Regions from separate parts of the Hordeum vulgare genome. Here region 2 is linked to region 1. Evidence: chromatin contacts called from public Hi-C data. All regions are on one chromosome and are shown on one strand. The core of a region is the stretch at or near the end of the contact, and the rest is flanking DNA. Distances in the headings are between cores, read along the strand shown. Region 1 has its middle 30 kb from the start of LOC123452839. Region 2 holds the start of LOC123395029 (long chain acyl-CoA synthetase 9, chloroplastic-like).

Region 1 (4,649 bases), core at 1,574-4,073:
GGCCCCACGCACGGTAAACTCCACAGCTGCCACCTTACCTTGGCCAGGACCGTTTGCGTCTATTGGCTCACGTATATGAATGTGTCGCTAGCAATCATATGTCCGAGAACTCGGGTCGACATGACTAGTTATAGACCCAAGTGTCACAACCGTACAGGAACAGGCATACGTAACCCAGCAATCCAGGAGTCGGTCATCAGCGTGTGTAGACGAGTCATAGCAAGCTACATGGACTCCATTACACCGGGTGACATTTCCCCATGGGGACAGACACAACAACAAAGAAGGATACATGTCGGTCAATCAATGTGTCCGGAGTAGTAGCAAGCTACCAAGGCTCAGTGGAAGCACACAAGGACATTTCCCCGTAAAGAAGGCTACTAAAGGCATACAACTAGGTGTCAAATCCCACACATACAATGCATATCAAAACATACACACAATGTGCACAATATGTGTAGATACAACATGGCATCACAACACAACTCAACAACTCAAGCTTTTATTAAAGACTCCTAAGAGTCAACATAGTGTGATATTACAAACAGGGGCATGAGCCAACACTAAGTCATACAAGAATCAAGCAGAAGCATAACATGTCTGAGTACAGACATCTACTAAAACTGGCTGGAGGAGCCTGAAAATCTACAACGACCCTACCAAAGGAGCCAGACCTCTGTCTGGGATTCCCAAGCTAACCCGGTCAACGTCAAACTTCGTGTAGAAACCCTTAATGAGACTAAGGTCTCCTCTACAAAAACATAAATTAAGCAACCATGAGTACAAAGGTACTCAGCAAGACTTACATTAGAACTATCTACATATGCCTCATTGTCAACAAAGGGGGTTGTAGAGTATATTGCAGCAAGCCAACTTTGACTCTTGGCTAATCTGTACTACGACTACAAGTACTTTCTTTGAGGTGGGATAGCGCACACGAGTCCACATATTCACTATATCAATACGCCACTATGGATCCACTCCCGTCTCCCTACGAGAAGGCCATCCATAGCACTCACACTTATCTTGCATATTTTAGAGTATCCATTTCAAGTTATCGATGTACCACATAAGCTTTTTAAGTAGTCCATATCCAAGGATGGGGCTATTCGAACAAATTCATAACCTTGCAGGGGTGCACTTCTTCACACATGTTTCCACCACTTAGCGCCATATACACATCATGTATCTCGGCAACCTTCAAGTGGAAGTACGGCGTGGATGTAGACCACGACCGTTAACCACACAAGACCCTAGTCCGGGTTTATCGCCTATTTGAGACTAACTCGCAAGGAAGTCCATCTGAAGTTTCCTCTACGGCCTCAAACGATGTGCGCAGGGTTCCACAAGCCCACCATCCGGGTGCCACTTGGTACACCGTGCCACTATGTATCTACCGCACTGAAGCCTACCCAGTTGGGCAGAGCTAATACCGGCCGCCAACACTTTTCCTACAAACATCACAAACTAGTTGCAACTCCTGAACAGAGATCAAGGTGATTAATAAGTCGAGCGGGGTCATATTTTAGGGCCCAACATGTGGTAGTAGCTCTCTTGGATCACATACACAGAACTCGGTTCCTAAGGACGGTCCCAATGAGACAACCCACCATGTACTCCTACATAGCCCCTCATCGCTACCTTTACCAAATCGGATTCATTCACCCTGACTTAGAGGAACCAACGTCCTCGTCCCATCAACAACGTTCCCTCGTGGAACACATATCTGCGTCCAGTCCAGCACATGTGCCATGCCATGTGCCACAACGACCACACGCGCCATGCACCACATGCCTAAGCACCTAACCTGCACATGTCCATGTAACAACGAGGTAGGCTGTGATAAGCACGGAACCCAGTTCCTATGAGCCGTATCACAACATAATCCACCATGTTTTCCAAGATGGCCTCTCATCACTATCCTGACCAAAACAGGTCAAGATACTTAAATCTCATCATTAGGACATGATCAATCCAATTCATCACCGAGATGGATCAGACCCGACACAACTCTAAGCATAGGATTCATAGTAACCAATCATGAAGGAGTAAGCACAACAAGGCTCAAGGAGTTACTACTCATGCTAAGTGGTTTCAACTATTTACTATGACAAGGACGGGTCATTAAAAGGAATGGGTTCAACTACCGAAAACATGTACAGTTGAATCGTGATTGCCCTAATGCAGTAAAAGAGAGCAGGAGCGAGAGAGTGGGTTTATATCAGTATGCTCAAGGGGGGTTGCTTGCGTGGCACTTTTGAAGATAACAATGAGTTTTCATCCGTGACAACGATCACAGCGTCGGAACAACGTCTACCAAGGGAGAACAAATACCGACAACAACAAAAGGAACAACATTTAATTCACGGGAATACAACATTATGATGCATGAGCATGGCATGGCAATATGATGTTGTTTGAGCTAATGCATCTAGCTACAAAATTAAATGAAGTTGGTTTGAACCGAAGGTTCAAATTCAAACTCCATATGTGATTATTTAAATGTCATTTAATTGAATTTTCCTAAACAGAGGACATAGGTTGTTCTAACATGCATGAGAATGCCATAAACAAATTCCTTGGATTTTTCTTATAATTTTTCATTTATAAATTATTTCAATCTGAGCTATAGTTGAATTTCTATGAATTTTGAAGTTTAAAGTATTTTCTGGAATTCCTGGGCTGTTCTAAATCCAGAAATTATTAATTGCGTCATGAGGAAGGGTCATGCTTGCGAAAGCAGTTAACATGGTTGTCCAGGTCAAATCTGACTGGCTGGACCCACATGTCAATGACACAGGGGCGTCTCGAGAGGCTTACTAGTGGGGTGAGTCAACCCTGACATGGCCAGGTCAAAACTGACACCTCGGGCCCGTTAGTCAGTGACACTAGAGTATTAAGCAGGGTTAATTAACACCTAGCTAATATTAATAGGCCTAGGCCCATTGACACCGATTGAGGATTTGATTAGCTACGTCATTAGCATCTAAATTAATCTCTGGCTAGCGGGGTCCACACGTTGGTGACACACCGGAGTTCAAACACGGTGGCGCGCCGGCGGTGACCAAAACAATTGTGGCATGGCTCGAGCATCACCGGAAAACATCCACACATGTCGGTTTCGGATGCGGTTGGGTGCGCTGCAGAGCTGGGATCTGCGCGCGTCAGGTGGGGCTAGCGGGAGCTGCTCGGGTGGTCTGTAGCAACGGCGACGGTGAGCGGACCAGCGGTGGTGCAACGGTGCATGCGGCAGATGTGGCTAGAGCGCGTGAGCGAGCGAGTTAGGCATCTAGGGAGCATCTACGGGGCCTCACAACGCTCTTGGGCATAGCCGAGTGACCAAATGGTCATCGGAGCCCTGCCGACGATGAGCTCAGGCGGCGGTGCACTTCGGTCATCGACAAACCGGTGGCTACAGGATGAAATCGACGACGGGGGCAAGTGGGTTTCTATGAGAGGCTCACAACAGCGCCGATGGGCTGGTCAACGAGCTCGGGGGCGCCCTGGAGACGACGAATCGCGGTGGCGATATCGGATGCCTGAGGTTGAAGACGACGATGATGGCGGAGCTGCAGCCTCTTGTGGCCGCGTGCTTCGTCTTGGAGCTCCACGGCGACAAGGCAGTTCCGTTGGACAAGGCAGAGGGGCTAGGGGTGGCCGGTGGCAACGCTGTGGCAAGCGGCGTCGACGAGCTCGCTCGGTCGAGCTCGTATTCGGGCAGGAGAGAGGGGGAAAGCGAGAGAGAGGATGATATGGACACGGAGGCGTGCATGGCATCGTCTAGGCGCATCGACGAGAAGCCAGGCAGGCAGGGAGGAGGTGGAGGCCTCGGTCGAGCGCGCGTCGACACGCCTGTGCGAGTAGGCTCGAGGTGGTAGACGACTGGGAGCGGTTGCTAGCTACAGTGCGACGTAAGTGGCCCAGGTATTCCCTCTCTTTTCTAATTTATATTGTTTTCTATTTTCTGCAATATGTTTTGGTTTAATAAAAATATAAAACCATTTTTTAAAATCCTGAAAAATAATCATGTGTAATAAGTGGAATTAACCAATGCCACACATAATAAGTTTCAAAACTATTGGACATATATTTAATATATGATAGATATAAATCCAATGCAAATAATATTTGGATTAACTCAAATGCCCAAGATAAATATTCATGTGATCCCAAAAGTATTGGTTTGCACTTTCCCTCTTGCCAATATTTTCTGAGAATACCATGACATTTTCTTGGACTTCTTTGAGGCCATTTTTAATTGCTCTTTTGACATAATTCTCTGTGAGGCTTGATCATTCCTCATTTCAAATTCAATTGAATTAAAAAATAATACATGCATGAAATGCAATGCAAGGCTTTTTTTTGCGGGGTAATGCAAGGCTAAATTAGGGATGTGACATTTTCTATAGGTATCTCTGCACAATATCATCGCTAGACTGGACCTCGCCTCTTTTCTAGTAGTGTTTTTTGCCAGAACTTTCTCCTCAACATCAAGAGATGGTATCCGATTCAAATGATATTTCAAGTTTTTTATGTTTTTGAGTAGTGGCTAAACTCCTACACGAAGGAGGTGGCTTTGCAATCATGCACCCAGCCACAAATTTATTGAATAAGACACACTTATCTAATACTAGTTGTTAATCATGTTT
Region 2 (4,649 bases), core at 1,127-3,626, 450 kb before region 1:
GTGCAGAGGAACCAACTATGAATTGGTGGCATAGAAGTTAAGTAACACGATCCAACCAATAACTTAAAAGTACATATAAAAAAACCTCTCTATACCTACTTGTATTACTGGAGAGATTGAAGTGTCCTAGAATGTAATTTAAAAGGGTTGAGCATGGACAATTTTCATTATTATTTTCTCAAAATTAAAATTTATTTGGTCTGCACACATGCTGGATTGGGAACAGTTATAGTGAAACAGAAATTGTACTATGAATATATTTATGCATCATTTGGTGTATATAATCCCTCTTTTAAATAAAATTGGTGTATGACCTGTATCCCAAGTCTCCATGCATCACAGAAATCTGCCACCACAACGACTATTTCATCCAGTCATGCATCATAATAGTGAAACATTGGGCTAGCCATTGATACATATGGAATTTCTATCCATGCATAATAATAATGAAACATTGGGCTAGCCATTGATATTTGTGAAATTTCTATCGTCGCTTTACATGAGAATGCAAAAGCATAGAACATATGGTGACAGGATATCCTTTTAGTGGTTGATACTGCTTGTATAGAAATTTTGGGAGTGAGCAGCACTTGGACTCGCTGTGTAGCTAGAAAGGGAAAAAATGCCTCGAGAATTCATTTTGAATTCACAGTCCGTGTATAATTCACTCTGCTATGCAGGAACCCTGACTAATTTATGATTTTTATGCGCACAGATGTGTTCAAGATATAAAGTGGACCAGTGACCACAATTTACGTAACGAAAAGTAAGAACCTCATGTAGTACCACGTGAAGACACCAAAATGCATGGATTGATCTATCTATTGATTGCAGGAAAAAAGGTATTACCTGCAGTGCAATCTGCCACTCGGCCTGTGTCTCGGCAAAAATAGCAACACGCTCATTGTTCTGGCGACCTAAATTGACCAATCCTGAAGAGAAGTTGCAAACACTCTTGAAGGCCTCGGCGTAACATTTCCACTCGTAGTCCCCCAGATGAAGCTTCTCAAAGGACCTCCCATCAGGTGATGATTCTATTTCCCTTGAAATGAGCTTCCTTGTGCCAAGGAGGGGCATGTAGACGTACTCTTTGCAAGCATGCTCAAACAGCTCAGCAAGTGTGTTGACCCCTTCCCAGTGTGTTTCAACAGGGCGTTCAAATCGATGGTTGCGGATCGCATAGCCAGGCTCTCCACCAACATCAACTGGCACACCCCTCTTCTTTTCAACCTTTCTCTTTTTCTGGAGCAGAAGAGAGACCGCGATGGGCACAAGAAGGCCAACAAAATAAGGATTCATACTTGTTCAAGGGCGATTTGACAGCTATATACTAGCTTATGGGAGGAAGGCTACAGATTAAAGATGCCTTGAAGAGAGAACCCTGAAAAATACAATTTCATGCTGTAAACAAAAACTGAAAATACAATACGGTATGTATGTAATGCAGATTCTTTACATACAAGGAACTAATTGCATGTTAGATTGTTAGTCTTTCAATCTGTTCAGGTCCATTGTACAACCAATGGAATATCAACTGGCAAAGTATGAAGCATTTAAGCAATCTGGTAAAGTCAGATCATCCATAAAGATGCACCTGAATTGCAAAGCTTTTGCATGTTCTCTAAAAGCGCTGACAAAGTAAGATCACTCATAAAGATGATCACCTGAAATGCAAAGCTTTTGCATGTTCTCTAAAAGCGCTGGTATGGGCACTTGCATAGTGGCATACAAAGCATGCATCAGAATTAGGTGCAAAAAATTGTGTATGCTCCTTTTTCCTTCTGCTAATCAGTAAGCAATCAATTCTCATGTTTGGTTTCCAAACAACGTATATACGAAAACTGTGACATACTTTGCAGTTTAGCAAGAAATGCAAGTAATTCTGCATTCATCAAAAGTACCATCTGAAATTAAAACCTAGTATTAGAATCTAGCCGCGCGACCGCACGGGTGTACTCCCCTAGTTGGGGACATAACTGAAAAGGTATACACTAGTATTTGTAGTATTATGCGTCTTCACGGCGAGGTGATAATAATGCCGTATACAGCGTAACAATGCGATGCGACGCGATGCGATGCACAAGGAACCCATTCCCACGAGGCACTGAAACCTACGAAATCTAACAAAAGTTTGCTCGGATTCTCTAGATTCCACGACCACGACCGCTCGTTGCGAGGTGCGGACCGGAGGGTGCGGGTGCGTACCTTCTGGAGGGGTGGGGGGGGGGCGCAATGGCGTGTGGAAGCTTCTGGAAGGGGAGAGGCGAGGGCGTGACGTCAGGCGGAGGAGGATCGATCGGCGCGGCGGGGAGAGGAGGGAGGGGGTGGAGCTGCTCTGCCTCTTCTCCAAGTCTTCAGCCGCTAAATTCGCTTGAGGCCGGTGTGTGCTCTGGCCCCACCAATCTCCTCATTTCTCCGCTGTCCAACGAGGCCCGAGGCCCAAGGCCCAATCGGTATATCGGGCTGCTGGAATGGCCCAACATGGACCTTGCCGTCTACTCCCTCCCTTTTCAAAATATGAGAGTAGTAATTTATCGAGGATGACTCCTAAAACAAAAAGTAATCTATCGAGCATTGTACTACCCTCTCGTTAGGGTTTCTTCTCCCTTCGAAGGCGATCTGATCGCCATCGTAGGGTTTGATTACCCTCTCTCCAATCGAGGACCCCAAACACCTTTGGATCGTTCTTCCGACGATCTTCGATCGCTGCCCGATCTGAGCGCTGGCTTGGATTGTTCTCTAGAGAACGCTAGGGTTTTGCAGCAGCACTCGGTTGAATCTTTCTCGGGTCAGAGAATCAACATGGTGACAGGAGCTTCGAGTTCTAAGGGTACTTCGGATCTAGAAGCCTTGATGAGCGATTTAGGCTTCTAGGAGGGGGATTTGGATGATGTGGTAGTGGAACAGGAAGAACCGTTGTCGCCAAAGGCGACGAGATGGATGGCTATTGCGAGTGTTCACACGGAAAAGAAGTATAGTCAGTATGGCTTCTTCAAAACCATGCGGGCAACGTGGGTTCTGGCTCAACAGGTGCAAATACGACCCCTTGCAGACAACATGTACACTTTGAAGTTTGGGTGTCTTGGGGATTGGGAACGTGTTATGGAGGAGAGTCCCTGGTCGTTCAAGGGCAATGTTGTGATGCTGGCAGAGTACGACGGCTTCACGAAACCCTCACTGATCAAACTCGACACTCTGGAACTTTGGATGCAAGTCCATGATCTCCGAGATGGCTTTTATCCCCTACTCAAAGCCTTAGCTAGCAGAGTTGGTGAGTTTGTTTACGCTGAACACAAATTGCAAGATTTTGATTATAATTTCTTTAGAGTAAGAATTCACATCAATGTTTTCAAACCTCTCAAGAATGCGGTGAGCCTGATACATGGAGGGGTGCGCTAGATTTTAAAGATCAAATTCGAGCGACTACCAGACTCGTGTGCAGTTTGTGGCCACATGGGTCATCAGTACAAGGAACATGGTGATGGAATCCATGCAAAGTCTGCACTCATTTTCAAGGAACTGCGGGCTGAGTGGTTCCGAGGGGAAGGTCCAGGACCTGGTGAGAACCGCTCGGGCGAATGAGGGAATTGAGGAGGACGCGATGGAGGAGCAGCAGGAAACTCACACCCGGGAAGAGGAGCGGGGCAGGGAGCTATGGTGGATCACGAAGACGTGGACAGTGCCAAGATTGATGCTGAGGGAGATCGGAAGCAATCCCGGAAGGCCGATGAGGTGACTCCACTAGCTGAAAACCCTCAGGCGTAAGTTGTGCGTGCCGAAACTATTGCCGGGAAGAACCGGCTATTACTTACAGCACCCAACCAGCCTTTGAGCCCCAGTTCCAAGCAAGAGATAAAACGCCCAAGAACTATAGCAATCGGGGACAAGTTGCCAATGATTATTGTTGGAAATATGCCCTAGAGGCAATGATAAATAGTTATTGTTATATTTCCTGTTTCAAGATAATCGTTTATTGTCCATGCTATAATTGTATTGATTTGAAACACTGATACATGTGTGGATCTATAGACAAAACAATGTCCCTAGTAAGCCTCTAGTTGACTAGCTCGTTGATCAAGGATGGTTAAGGTTTCCTGACCATAGACAAGGTGTTGTCACTTGATAACGGGATCACATCATTAGGGGAATGATGTAATGGACAAGACCAAACTATGAACGTAGCATATGATCGTGTAAGTTTACTGCTACAGTTTTATGCATGTCAATGTATCTGTTCCTATGACCATGAGATCATGCAACTCCCGGACATCGGAGGAATACTTTGTGTGTATCAAACGTCACAACGTTACTGTGTGACTATAAAGGTGCACTACAGGTATCTCCGAAGATGTCTGTTGTGTTGGCATGGATCAAGACTGGGATTTGTCACTCCGTGTGACGGAGAGGTACTCGGGTCCCACTCGGTAATACAACATCACAAACAAGCCTTGCAAGCAATGTGACTAAGGAGTTAGACACGGGATCTTGTATTACAGAACGAGTAAAGAGACTTGCCGGTAACGAGATTGAAATAAGGTATTGGATACCGACGATCGAATCTTGGGCAAGTAACATACTGAAGGACGAAGGGAATGGTATACCGGATTATATGAATCCTTGGCATAAAGGTTCAACCGATAAGATTATCA

The links. A called contact is a pair of places that touch in the nucleus more often than the background predicts.
Region 2: a Hi-C map of seedling shows a contact between it and region 1, with 2.2 times the contacts expected there. The contact joins the promoter of LOC123395029 here to the enhancer-like site in region 1. A contact is called at or near these places in 2 of 6 Hi-C or Micro-C datasets (leaf and seedling).

What each region holds. Positions count from the first base shown.
Region 1 is chr5H:234,510,240-234,514,888 of MorexV3_pseudomolecules_assembly, reverse strand. No RefSeq gene overlaps it. Among protein-coding and RNA genes, the nearest start is that of LOC123452839, 30 kb to the right of the region's middle. Within about 2 kb of position 2,823, at least 3 of the 3 cell types and tissues checked have open chromatin away from gene starts, as enhancers often do. A contact at or near this core is called in leaf and seedling, where this site is marked.
Region 2 is chr5H:234,957,453-234,962,101 of MorexV3_pseudomolecules_assembly, reverse strand. LOC123395029 (long chain acyl-CoA synthetase 9, chloroplastic-like) reads right to left here and starts at 2,376. Exons shown (of 12, transcript XM_045089944.1): 1 at 2,206-2,376; 2 at 850-1,381. The coding sequence starts at 1,299.